Regions from separate parts of the Sus scrofa genome. Here region 1 is linked to region 2. The links are chromatin contacts, called in public HiChIP or PLAC-seq maps. All regions are on one chromosome and are shown on one strand. Each heading gives the region's core, a stretch centred on a gene start, on an enhancer-like site or on the middle of the called end of the contact. The rest is flanking DNA. Distances are from core to core; before and after follow the strand shown. Region 1 has its middle 150 kb from the start of SPRY2. Region 2 has its middle 250 kb from the start of NDFIP2.

What was found. HiChIP or PLAC-seq counts read pairs in DNA pulled down with a chosen protein or histone mark.
Region 1: an H3K27ac HiChIP or PLAC-seq map of skeletal muscle shows a contact between it and region 2, with 2.7 times the contacts expected there. The contact joins two enhancer-like sites. A contact is called at or near these places in 4 of 47 Hi-C or Micro-C datasets (embryonic fibroblasts and fetal skeletal muscle) and 1 of 2 datasets of contacts at active chromatin or transcription factors (skeletal muscle).

The regions. Positions count from the first base shown.
Region 1 is chr11:52,005,715-52,012,154 of Sscrofa11.1, reverse strand. No RefSeq gene overlaps it. Among named protein-coding and RNA genes, the nearest start is that of SPRY2, 150 kb to the left of the region's middle. Within about 2 kb of position 4,409, at least 45 of the 83 cell types and tissues checked have an H3K27ac peak or open chromatin away from gene starts, as enhancers often do. A contact at or near this core is called in fetal skeletal muscle and skeletal muscle, where this site is marked.
Region 2 is chr11:51,744,051-51,749,573 of Sscrofa11.1, reverse strand. No RefSeq gene overlaps it. Among named protein-coding and RNA genes, the nearest start is that of NDFIP2, 250 kb to the right of the region's middle. Within about 2 kb of position 2,178, at least 27 of the 83 cell types and tissues checked have an H3K27ac peak or open chromatin away from gene starts, as enhancers often do. A contact at or near this core is called in fetal skeletal muscle and skeletal muscle, where this site is marked.

The DNA.
Region 1 (6,440 bases), core at 3,160-5,659, 260 kb before region 2:
CAGAAAAAGAACCTCTCCAATGTGAGTATCTAATATACATCAGGCACTGTAAACCAAGAGGAAACTGGAAGGCTTTGGAAGGAACTACCAAGCTAGCCGAGGAATATGACCTTGTGCAGGAAATTAAGTTCAGCTGTGTAGAGTTTATACCCTCAAGGGGTCTTGACATTCCAGGAAGCATTGTTGTGCCACTGAACTGCTTTGGTATGTTGGGCTATGCAAACAGTGTGGCGGAATGGGTACCACAAAAGAACGGCCAAAGATGTAATATGAAATAAAGGGAGCCATCATGGAACGGGATCACCCTCCTACTCACCCCCCAACCTCCTACTTTCCCACCCCCACCTTCCTACTCCCCCACCCTCCCCTTCTCCCCAGTAACCCTCCAGCCCCCCACCACCTCAGCACAGGTGTGCAGTGGAACCTTAGCGCCACAGAGCCTGACCCGAAGAACTTTCTATTCCATCTCATAGCTATTTCAACCTTGATTAGGCGTCTGTCCTGGAACCTGTGACCTGCTGGCTGAAGATAAGTTACAGAAATTATCAGGTATGTTTTTAACATAGAAATATATTTTAAAACTTAACTTGAAAATAAATTTATTACTTAAGGATGGTGCACGATTTTTAACAGGTTCATTCAAGACAATTTAACGTATTAGTACATTGTATGCATACAAACATGTAAATACTTTGTTGTATACGTTTTTAAGAATAAAATATTTTTTATATCTATATGGCCAGAAGATACATGACAAATTAGTCACTACCCAGTTAATAAGTCAGAATTGATGAAGACTAGAAAACTCACATTCTACAGCAGAATTTTTTTTTTTTTTTCAGTTTTGTGCAGGGGGAAAAGATAAGCAGAATTTTGCTTTGTTGAGTCATGTTATAACAGACAGTAGTGTGGTGCTCCACAGATTCTAAAACTTTTGCCTAAATTAACCTATTTAATCCTCATAATACTCCTCACAGCAGATGGGATCACATTCCTCTTAGAGCAGAGGAAATCAAGACCCCGGGAATTCATGCTACCTACTGGAGGTCACATTGCTAGTAAAGGCTGGAGCTACAACTAAAACTTAGGCATCTGAACCCAATTCCATTCCTTCTCCAGCCCCTCATCACTTCACTGCACTTGGTACAACGTGAAGTCTTCATGGATAGAATTTCTAAATAAACAAACAAGCCAACAAAATCTCAAGATGTTGCAATGAACTGGGAGCACAGATATCTCTTTGAGAGCCTGATTTCAATCCTTTTGGATAAAGACTCAGAAATGAGATTACCGAATCATATAGTGTCCTATTTTTTTTAATTTTTAAAACTCTTCCATACAGTTGTTGCACCATTTCACATACCCACTAACAATGTAACAGCTTTCCAATTTCTCCACATCCTCAGCAATCCTTGTGATTACCATTTGTTGTTGTTGCTTCATAATGACCTTCCTAACAGGCATGGGGTGATATTTCACTGTGGCTTTGATTGGTATTTTCTTGACGATTAGTGATGTCAGGCATTTTTCCTACACTGTTGGCCATGTTTTGTTTGTTTGTTCTTGCTTTTTAGGGTTGTCCCTGTGGCATATGGAAGTTCCCAGGTGAGGGGTCAAATTGGAGCTGCTGTTGCTGCTGCCTGCCTATACCACAGCCACAGCGACGTGGGATCCTTTACCAAGTGAGGCCAGGGATCAAACCCGCATCCTCATGGATACTAGTTAGGTTCGTTACCACTGAGCGACAACGGGTAACTCCCCTGTTGCCCATTTATAAGTCCTCTTTGGAGAAATGTCTTTGCACATTTTTTTAGTCGTTTTTTTTGTTTGTTTGTTTTGTTTTGTTTTCAATTGGGTTGTAGGAGTTCCCTGCATATTTTGATATTAACCCCTTGTCAGATGTATGACATTTGCACTCCCATATCCATTGCAGCATTACTCAAAATAGGTAGAACAACGTAAATATCATAGACAGATAATGGATAAATAAAATATGAGGTATAATGGATATAACTGCTATATATGTCTGTATATGTATACATATAAAATATTATTCAGCCATATAAAGAAGGAAATCCCGTTACAGGCCACCACATGGATGAACCTGGAAACATTACACTAAGCAAAATAAACCAGTCACAGAAGGACAAACACTGCATGCAAGATTCCACATATGGGAGGTACCCAGAATTGTCAGACTCATTGAAGCAGAAAGTAGAACGATGGTGGCTGGGCTGGGGGAGGGGAAACGGGAGTTGCCTGGTATTCAAAGGGTACAAGATTTCAGTCAAGAGGATGAAAAAGTTCTAGACATCTGCTGTCCAGCATTGCACTTAACGGTACCGTACTATATACTTAAAAATTTGTCAAGAGGGTTGATCTCCTGTTACGTGTTTTTTAACCACAGTAAGAAACCAACCAAACAAAACAAGATGAAGGAAAAGATGGGAGCACTAAAATATAAAAGTTTGGGCTTAGTAGATGCAAACTTTTGCATTTGGAGTGGAGAAGCAATGAGATCCTGGTGTATTGCACAGGGAACTATATCTAATCACTTATGATGGGAAATGATGGACGATAATATGAGAAAAAGAATATATATATATATATACACACATATATATAAAACTGGGTCACTTTGCTGTACAGCAGAAATAGACAGAACATTGTACATCGACTATAATACATTTTTTTTTTTAGAAAAAAAAATCTATTCAACACAATGGTTGACCATTTCTGAATACAAATCCACCCTGGAAGACAATTCAGACCATCACTCAGGGCCTGTCTTTGTTCCACTGATAGGCAGTTGGGGCAGTGACACCAGGGGGCCACCTGCTGAGAACTGGGCCCAAAAGTGACCAGAGGTGGAATACATGCAATTAACCTTTGCCCTCGTGGCCAGTCACCATTCCGGAGGAGCAGATTTGGCTGGCTCTCTTCAGGTTCACCTCTCCACACCCTCAGAAAGTAGCTGCATGAAATTCAGCTTCTTTTTGGAGGGGGTGGGTATGCATAGAGGTGCGCGTTCTGACCTTCTAAAAACGAATTAAGAAAACCTCTTTTTCTTTTCTGGTTGACAGTCGAGGCGATCTCTGGTTTATGAGAGTAAACTCGGTTACATTTTTGGCTACCAATGACTGGCTCTCTGAGGAAAGGCAGATGGACAGGACTTGGAGTCCGCAGAAATGTGGAAAATCTGATGAGGAAGGTGTGGGCCCGGCCAATGGAAAGCGTTTTGGTGGGTCTAATGATTTTGGGAAAATCTCTGCAAGGCTGGAACATTTTGCCACACATAAGTGGTTATTTCCTTAGCCTCTTCTCCCTTCACTGAGGGCTCTGTGTAGCCGATCAGAGAGCAAGAAAACTGAAAAACAGCCCCAACGTGGGTTTGTCAGGAGAGAGATTTCCATTTAGGTTTTTCAAGTGTGTTGCATGTAACAAAGCCTGTATTTCTTTTTCATTGCAAATGAAATCTGCCTCATTCTGGTTCATTTAACTCTTGGAAACATAGTTTAATATGTTCCGAAAGCCCTTTGAGCCCTTTGAGAGAGCACTGTAAAGGCTTTCACCACCGCCCCCCTTCTGTAGAAGCAGGAAATCAAGTTCTGCCAAATGCAAATGAGCTCAGACTCCAAAAGGCCAAGTTTCAAACTGCAGGATGCGAGAGGATTTCAGACAGCGTGGCCTGCCCGCACGATATCTGGGGGGTCTGAGGAACAGCAGAAGGTCATCGTGACATATTGAAAATCCACGATTTCAGAAACACTCATCCGCAGAGCACGTCCAGGCTTAGTGGGTTGGAAGAGCGTTCCTCCCTTTTCGTGGTGGCTTCAGAACCCCCTCTCCCAGAGAGTTGGCTAGACCCCCCCCCCCCCCACTTTCTACAGTTGTCTACATTCTGCTTTGGAAAAGAAAGGCCTCTCTTTGATCCCCATGTCATAGCTGAGCCGGGCTGATTGCCTCAAAAATGGCACTGGCTTCGCTGGAAAGAAAATAGAAGCTGGTCCCATTAAAAGCAACGGCAGCCCCTCCAAGGGTTAATGGAGTCCGTTCCAAAGGAGTTAAGCAACCCCTGAAAGAGGATAATAAATGTGACACTCTCAGACTATCAGTAGCAAATATTTGAGCTTATCAAATAACGGAGGAAGTAGTTTAGTTACAAATAAACCAATCTCTCATAAAACAAGTTTTCACACAGGGTCATTTCATTGAGCTGGAGACAGCCTAGAGGCCACTCGGAGGCAGAACTCCCACTCTGTGTACACTGGTAACAGCCCCTCGTGATTAATGGACAGCCAGGGGGGAGGCTGCAGCCCGCAGCTCTGCTGAGAAACCGAGCTGGGCTGCCTATCAGCAGCACAGCCATAAACAGCATCTCAGGATTATTGCGAGGAAGTGACTCATCCTCTGGGAACATAGCTGGATTTGTGCTCCCTCTCCCTCACCACCCGCCTTCTTTCTCTCCCTTTTCCCCCTGTATAGCAGAGACCATCGTGTCCTAGAAACTATAGTAGATGTCACCGCTTGGCACTTGCTGTGCAAAGAGAGGACCAGTATGTGGGTGTGAGGGGGAGGCGGCATGCTACTCTTAAAGTAACAGCGACGCTGCTGGCTTGGGGCTCTATGGAGGCTGTTGTTCTACCGCCTCGGAAATTGGTTTGTTGAAGGCATCTCATTTGGAGTCTAGAAAAAGCACAAATGCTGTGTTAGGATGGAGAAAAAGAAAAATCAGAACTCCTTGTTTCAAACTAAAATTCTCATTGGGATTAATGAGGAATAAGACATTCCTTGGCATGATTTGATGAATTTAGCATGTAAGAGGAAAGAGAATGGTGGCCAGAACCTTGCGATGTGAATGTCACCTCTACCAAAACAGAAGTAGGCATTCTGATATTGCTATATGATGATATCATTGAAGGTTTGTTTTCTTCCCCCCCTCTCCGGATTGTAAAAATAAAACATGTAGATGATACGACATATAGAAGTAGGAATATAAGGCTGAAAAGTTCAACCATCATCCCACCACTTGAAGGCAACCATCATGAACACTTTGTATATTTCCTTCCAGCATCTTTAAAAATAGATTGTTAAGACCTTAACCATATGTAGAATTTTGCTTCTTACTATTTTCAGCCAACATTTTAGCATAATGATGGTCTGTCTTGTTATTTGATCTTTTCCTATACCTAATCTTAAAGCTGCCAAAGGCTTATTTTTTGCAACTTTAATGAACATAGGGCAGTTTGGAAGTAAGTCTAAGTTCACGCTAAAAGCCATATTGGCTCTATTTTTGAGGCATATTTATTTATTAAAAATTATACTTGATCTGTTTTTAATAAAAATGGAAGGCGTATTTATTTATTAAAAATTATACTTGATCTGTTTTTAATAAAAATGGAAGGGAAAAATTCTCTGCTATTATTCTCATGGTTAACTCATTAACTTTTGCCTTTAAAATGCACATTCTGGCAATTGAATTTTCCACAGAACTAGAAGAGAATCAGTCCTGATCCTGGAGCCTTCTAATGTACTTAACCCGCTAACGCCCTTTCCAAATGCACGAGCCCTCATTGACCAACCACCTTCAGATGTCAAGAGGAATTAAAAAGTGGAGGCGTAACTTTGCCATTAGCCCCCTCCCCACCTCCACTTCTCACAGTACCTGCATTTAGATGCATTTTGTTTATGGGGCACAATCTGGAACTACTTTTGGATGATCATTATCTTTTCTGGGTCCAGAAGCTGGACCCATTTTCCTCCGAATCAGCCTCGGAGCCATGAGACATTCTGAACAGTAACTCCACTGTGTCTCACCAACAATGCCTCTGCCTTTCTCTGGTTTAATCTGGAATTAAAGTTATGCTGTGAGTGTTTGCAGAGAAAGATGGCACTGAATTCACTTCAAATCGGCAACACGCCTTCTTGTGTAAGGCATGTCCTTTCCCTCTTCCCAGAACAATGCTCACAAAGGGTTAAAATCCTGCAGTAGCTCTGTCCATGGGGGCAGAAGCTCCCTGTTCCCAAAGCCTGGGATTCAGCTCTTTCCAAACAGGATTCCTCTAAATTGCCTTTAGTTGTGATCCCTCTGAGACTCACACTGAAGAACAGAAAAGAGTCTCTTTCTAGAATAAAATCCAGCCTACCTAGATTTTTTCTCTTGCCTCAGAATAGACGTAATGGAGAAAGATAATTGAGAAGGAAATTTTGAATGCTGTTTCTCTTTGCAGAATCCAAGCTGAATGTTAATAGCCTTCCATACATCTAGTTATTCAGTCAGAACTTCCTGAGAAAGCAAATCCGAAATACTCAGGCATATTGTATTTGCGAAGTACTAAATCTTACGGTTGTGTCTCCTTTCCAGATTTTCTTTTAAATATCTAGGAAAGTCTGCAAGATACCCAAAATTTGGACTGTGGATTTGAAGAAATACTAATATG
Region 2 (5,523 bases), core at 929-3,428:
GCCAGGGCACTGGCATCAATTTTATAGTATAGATGAATATAGGTATTCATTAAAATAGTATTCGACCTGGCCCTAGAACTATACACATCAGGCATTTTACCATTATGCAGTTAATTTATTAAAACCCATTCTCGCTTCCTTTTGCCTCTGAGCTTAGATCTACAAATTCATTTGTTCAGTATTCAAGATTCAACAAATCTATTGAGTCGTTAGGATATGTCAAAACTATACTAGACTCAAGAGAATAAACTGCAGATAAGACATAACACTCATGGTTTCACAGAGCTTATTTTACATGTGTGTGTCTTAGAGTGGGGAAAGATATGGGAAGGGTTTTATAAAATAAATAAATCAACACACACATATGACAACATAAGCTACAGTAAACTCTGCGGCAACATAGAGCAGTGTAGAGGGGGAGAGTATGAGATGGTAGGGAAAGTGTTGATATTAACACTAATGGGTAACATGCATTGAGTCCTCAGTGTGCGACTGAGGCTCAGTATGTGATAGGCGTTGTTGAAGTGCTTATGTGTGTACAAACCCATATAATCCTCTCAATACCCTATGAACTAAGGACTATTAATTCACCCCTATTTAACAGACTAGTAAGTCTTAGTGAGGCATAAAAAAACTTAAGTTACTTAATCGAGGTCTGCCTTGCTGTTAGGTGGCAGAATGGGAAGCTGCTCCCAAGGCGTCTGTTTCTAGAGCCTGGGCATCTTCCTGCCCATCAGACATGAGCGTGACCCAGCACAACTGTGATGGAAAAACCAAGCCAAATGGAAATGTCTGAATGGCCCTCAGGAGGAAGTTTCTATCTCTACCGTATCGTCAAGAACATAAACTTTCAGGGGTGGTTGGTATATTTTTCTCTTTCTCTGGAACGTGAAAAGTGAAAGGAAAAAAAAAAAATGTGGAGAAGGTAGAACTGGAAAATTCAGTGTATTCAAGAGACATTTTCTGACAAGAAAGGAGTTAATTGGCAACAATTTTAAAATAAGTTTACATGCATTTTATCTAATTAACCATTTTAGAGTAACAACCTGAATCATTCAGCGTAGTTTTATGATGAGTGATAGACAAATGTAAATAAATCTAAATTATTGAAAAGAAAAAAGTATTAGTACAGGTAGTATAATAATTATGAGTCTAATGTACAGAGGATGACAGCAAAAAAATTCAGTATTCTTTGAGTGGCAGTCAACTAACCTCACTTGTAACATTAGCATCTTTTTTCATTTAGTTTCTTTCTTTAACATGAAGTGACTTCATTTTCTTTATGAATGAAAAACTGATTTTGAACCACTGCTTACCTATCCTCAAAAAATACACTTATAAGCTTGAACACAGACACTCAAGATTTGGAGACATCCAACCACTGCCTGAGACACTCTAATTGACATCTGTACTTTGAGCTCCTCTGATAAATACAGTGATAACATTTCGCAGTCAATGTAGGGGCATGGTCCTCTATAGCCTACATTTCAATGAATGGCAAATAAATTTGATTAAAATAGACATTTAAAATTACTGTAATCAATAAGAACATATGTGGAATATCCCACTTCATTTTATGAGCTGTCTTTACACAACTGAAATGACTGTTTTGTTCTTAAATATTCTACATGAAACCATCACAGTTTGATTCCTAAACCAAAGACGCTCAGAATAATCTTACATATTTATGGGACAGTTTTACAGGTTGACTTGTTTCTGAAAAATAATACGGTAGCATGAAAAGCGGACACGGATTCAGGCAGGCACATTTTTATTGTACATACGACTTCTTCCAGTGAGTGTGTATATCAAGTTTAAGGCCTCTGGTGAATGTTCTCATGTGTATAAATAGGAAGGCACATTATTGAAGAGAATAAGGTTTTTCAAACCTAAGGATTCAAGAGCCTTCAAGTCCAAAAATCATTCTGGGTTGTCAACAAGTCTAGAGTCTGATCCATGTCGGTAGCGAACCTTATATCCCATAAAGAGAGTAAATAGACGTGTGAATTCAGACCCACAGGCACGCACCGATACCCCAGCCCGATGTGGAGATAGGCAATCCTTTATGTCTGTTCTGACTTTGGCTTTTGCAGCTGCTGTTTTCTCAGTGTTGTCTCCGGGGCAGTTTCCTGTTGCCATAGCTGATGGCCTGCCCACGCCTGCCTGGGCCTTTCAAGTGTCAACACTCCCAGGCCTGCTGCAGTGGTCAAATGCTTGTTAATGAGATATAGCAGCTGGGTAGGGGAGAACCACTGAGACGGATAAAGGAATGCCTCTGGTGCAGGAAGCGATGCCTTTTGAATCTTTTCAGCGGGGTGAAAGCTTTCAAATCAAAGAGGGTATGTTGTATTCATTAATAAACCCGAGTTCCCATGCAGTCACATTAAAGCCAGCAGTTTAACTTTGCATCAGACAGGTGAATGCCCCACCCCCCACCCCCGGATTTTACCCTGAAAGACAATGAACAAGAAAACAAGGCTTTGGCTTGGAACAAAGCAGCACTTCCTCATCTGTGGGGCTGACCAGACTGTTAGACAAGCAGGGGTTGCTGCATTCTTTTTCAACTTATCCTTTTGTCCGTGTGTGTGTGTGTGTGTGTGTGTGTGTGTGTGTGTGTCACACACACGCGTGCATGTTTCAAAGCTCAGAGCAACCACTCCTGCTCCCTTCTCCGCAGTCCTTCAGCAAGAGCATTTCTTTTCTTTTCTTTTCTTTTTTTTCTCTTTCTTTTAAAACCTGACTTTCAAAAGCAGAATTAACAGCTACGTGTGAGGGAAAAGATACCCAGGCATGGATGTGGGTCGTATCACCTTTATCTCAGGAGGAAACTATCTGCCCACCCCCAGCCTCCAACCCCCATCCCAACCCGTCTATGAGATGGTTTCTCAAGGGGGCCATGGAAGTTGGCAGCATCCTAAGACAGCTTCAACAGCTGGGAGAAGCCAGAAGGGAAAGAAAAAGATACTTGAAAGCATCTAACTGGGAAAGGTCTAAAGATAGTGTTGAAGAAAATATTATTATTCTTTTAAGGGCATTGACTCAAAAATCAGACTCATAAGGAAAGCAAATAGTCCATGCTAAATAGATCAAAGATGGATCCTCTGCTTTAGGGTTGTTTGAGACCGTTCAGAATGAATGACACCAGTTTTGAAATGGGAATGTGTAACTTGAACCAGCAGAGATAGAGAAATATTCTTGCATCTCCCTTTTTTTTCAACAGTCTTATAAATCAGCTAACAATTCACCAGAGCTATCTGAACACCACAATGCAAAGGCTGTACCTATGTATTATCCTGATGGCATTTGTAACTGCAAAGAAGACTAGCTCTCCCAGGAAACAAACAGAGGGGGAGAGATGCATTCTTCAAAGTACTACAGTTTTTTAAATAGCCACAAATTGATTTTAGGCTTCAATTTTTATAAGGAGGTCTTTAGCCCATATGAGAAGAGAAACAGTAATCCCCTTTATTGGATGCAGGTACCAAGCTAGATAGACACTTTTTTTAAAGGTATGTATTAAAATGTAAATAGATAGGTAGATAGATAATACTGTGAGTAATTCTATGAAACCTTTTTTTACTCATTAGGACCTTAAGTTGTGGAGAGTTTATATCAACTACCCAAGGCCATAATTGATAGATAAATTTTAAAAGAACACTCTTTACTGAGCTTGCACTTGTTATTGTGCCAAATTGCCTCCCTGGTTGGGCTGGTTTTGGCTGCATTGCTCTGACCTATCAGGTACTGTCTGATAAAAAGAAAAAAAAAAAAAAAGAAGAAACTGACCAATCCAGAATATCCAGTGCTGTATCTGCATGCATCTGTGAGTGTGTGTTGCGTATACATGTGTATATTTGTGGTAGGGTATGGGGGTACATTATTAATAAATAACCCAGATCCTAAAGAAAAATGCAGTAAAATGATGGAGCCTGTATTTCCATTAGATTTAGCCTAGAGGTGACTGAGGGTTATGTTATATTTATATTTCATAATTTAAAAAGCATCTCAGGGCTGTGTATCCTGAAGGCACTCCAGGACAGGATCAGAATGCCTGGAGAACTGAGGAGGGAAAAGGGTCAGGTCTGGAAAAGGTCCTTGCTTAGAATCAGCAGAGCATATGCTTCTGGAACGCTTGCTGTTCTCAATCTCTCATCTATGTCAGGTTAGGAGAAACTTCCTTATGGGGGAATCTACAGAGATTCTGCACAGAGAAATTCTGCCAAATCTTGATGATTCATATTTACCTAAGAGACTCTGTCCAATGGTGGATTTTCTAAAATCTCATCTCCTCTGCCTTCGCCAAAGTTCTAAGCATCTCCAAGGAGCTGCCGGGCCTTTTCCTTCCAGCAGCACTAACAGTTTGACTCACCTGGAGCCACTGCCTCTGCCCTGGCTCCCAGGAATTTGCCTCCCTTCTAAGAGCATCCAGTCCAACCCCACACCACGGTGAACTGGGTATCCACCAGGAGCCTAGAGCGTTCTCTCCCACCCAAGGGTGGAACACAGAAGCACATGGGTCCAGCCCTGTAAGCAGCTCAAACCTGAACTTTTTTGCCTATATCCCTGTTTTTTTGTTTGTTTGTTTAATTCACTAGATCATTACCCTTGGAAGCGTAAAACCCTAAACAGGCACAAAATTATTACAGTTTCTATGTAAAACAAAACAAAAACCACATTCCCCAGAACACAGCGCCCTTAATGGAAGTTTGGCATTTGATACGCTACTGCATTATGTTCTTTTCAGCCTCCCCCCAAGTTACCCCCACTTTACACCATATCCTCTCCTATCTTTTGCTTTTTTTTTTTTTTTTTTTTTTGGCTAAGATTTTGACTTAAAACTCAAGATATACTAAGTGACAAGTAAGTAGCCCCTTTCTCAAATAAAACCTGCAATAACGTGCCTGAATTACATTAAGGAATGCTGGAGGGGATCCCAAAAACCAGTGTTTGAACAGTCAACCTGACAGAATCCTAGGACACCATTGAAAGGGCTCCTGTTACCTAACTGACGTAGCGCTAATCAGTGTAATCCGCATGACAATACCTTGTCTGACTTCAGGAACCTGCGGGCTGAGGGGGAGAGCCCAGGAAGCCACAGGGAGTGTCCCGGGCCTCTGGCACGTTAATGTGACAGGAGCTGCCTTGCCCTCTGGCTCTGCTTTTGAACAATATGGAACGAGAAGTTTCACAGAGTGAGGTAACTTAGATTTCTGAACGTGAGTAAGCTGCACAGGGAGACAAAACCAAGAGAAAAACCACAGAAAGCAATCAATAGCTAAAATGTCCAAATCCCAGGAAACAGAATAGCAGTGAAAGTAGATTTCTTGGCAGGAAAACCAGATTGGTCTAGAAAGAAGTTTCGGGAAAATGTTTGAACCAGTCTCAACAGAATGAAAACGTTTCTAAATGAGCCCTTTGACTAGTTTTCTCTTGGGCAAAGTGAAGACCCATTGCAGGGCAAGTAGAGGGAGGTTAAATCTTTTAAGGAGTTCTTCAGCTTTCCTGCGGCTATTTAGCCCATTT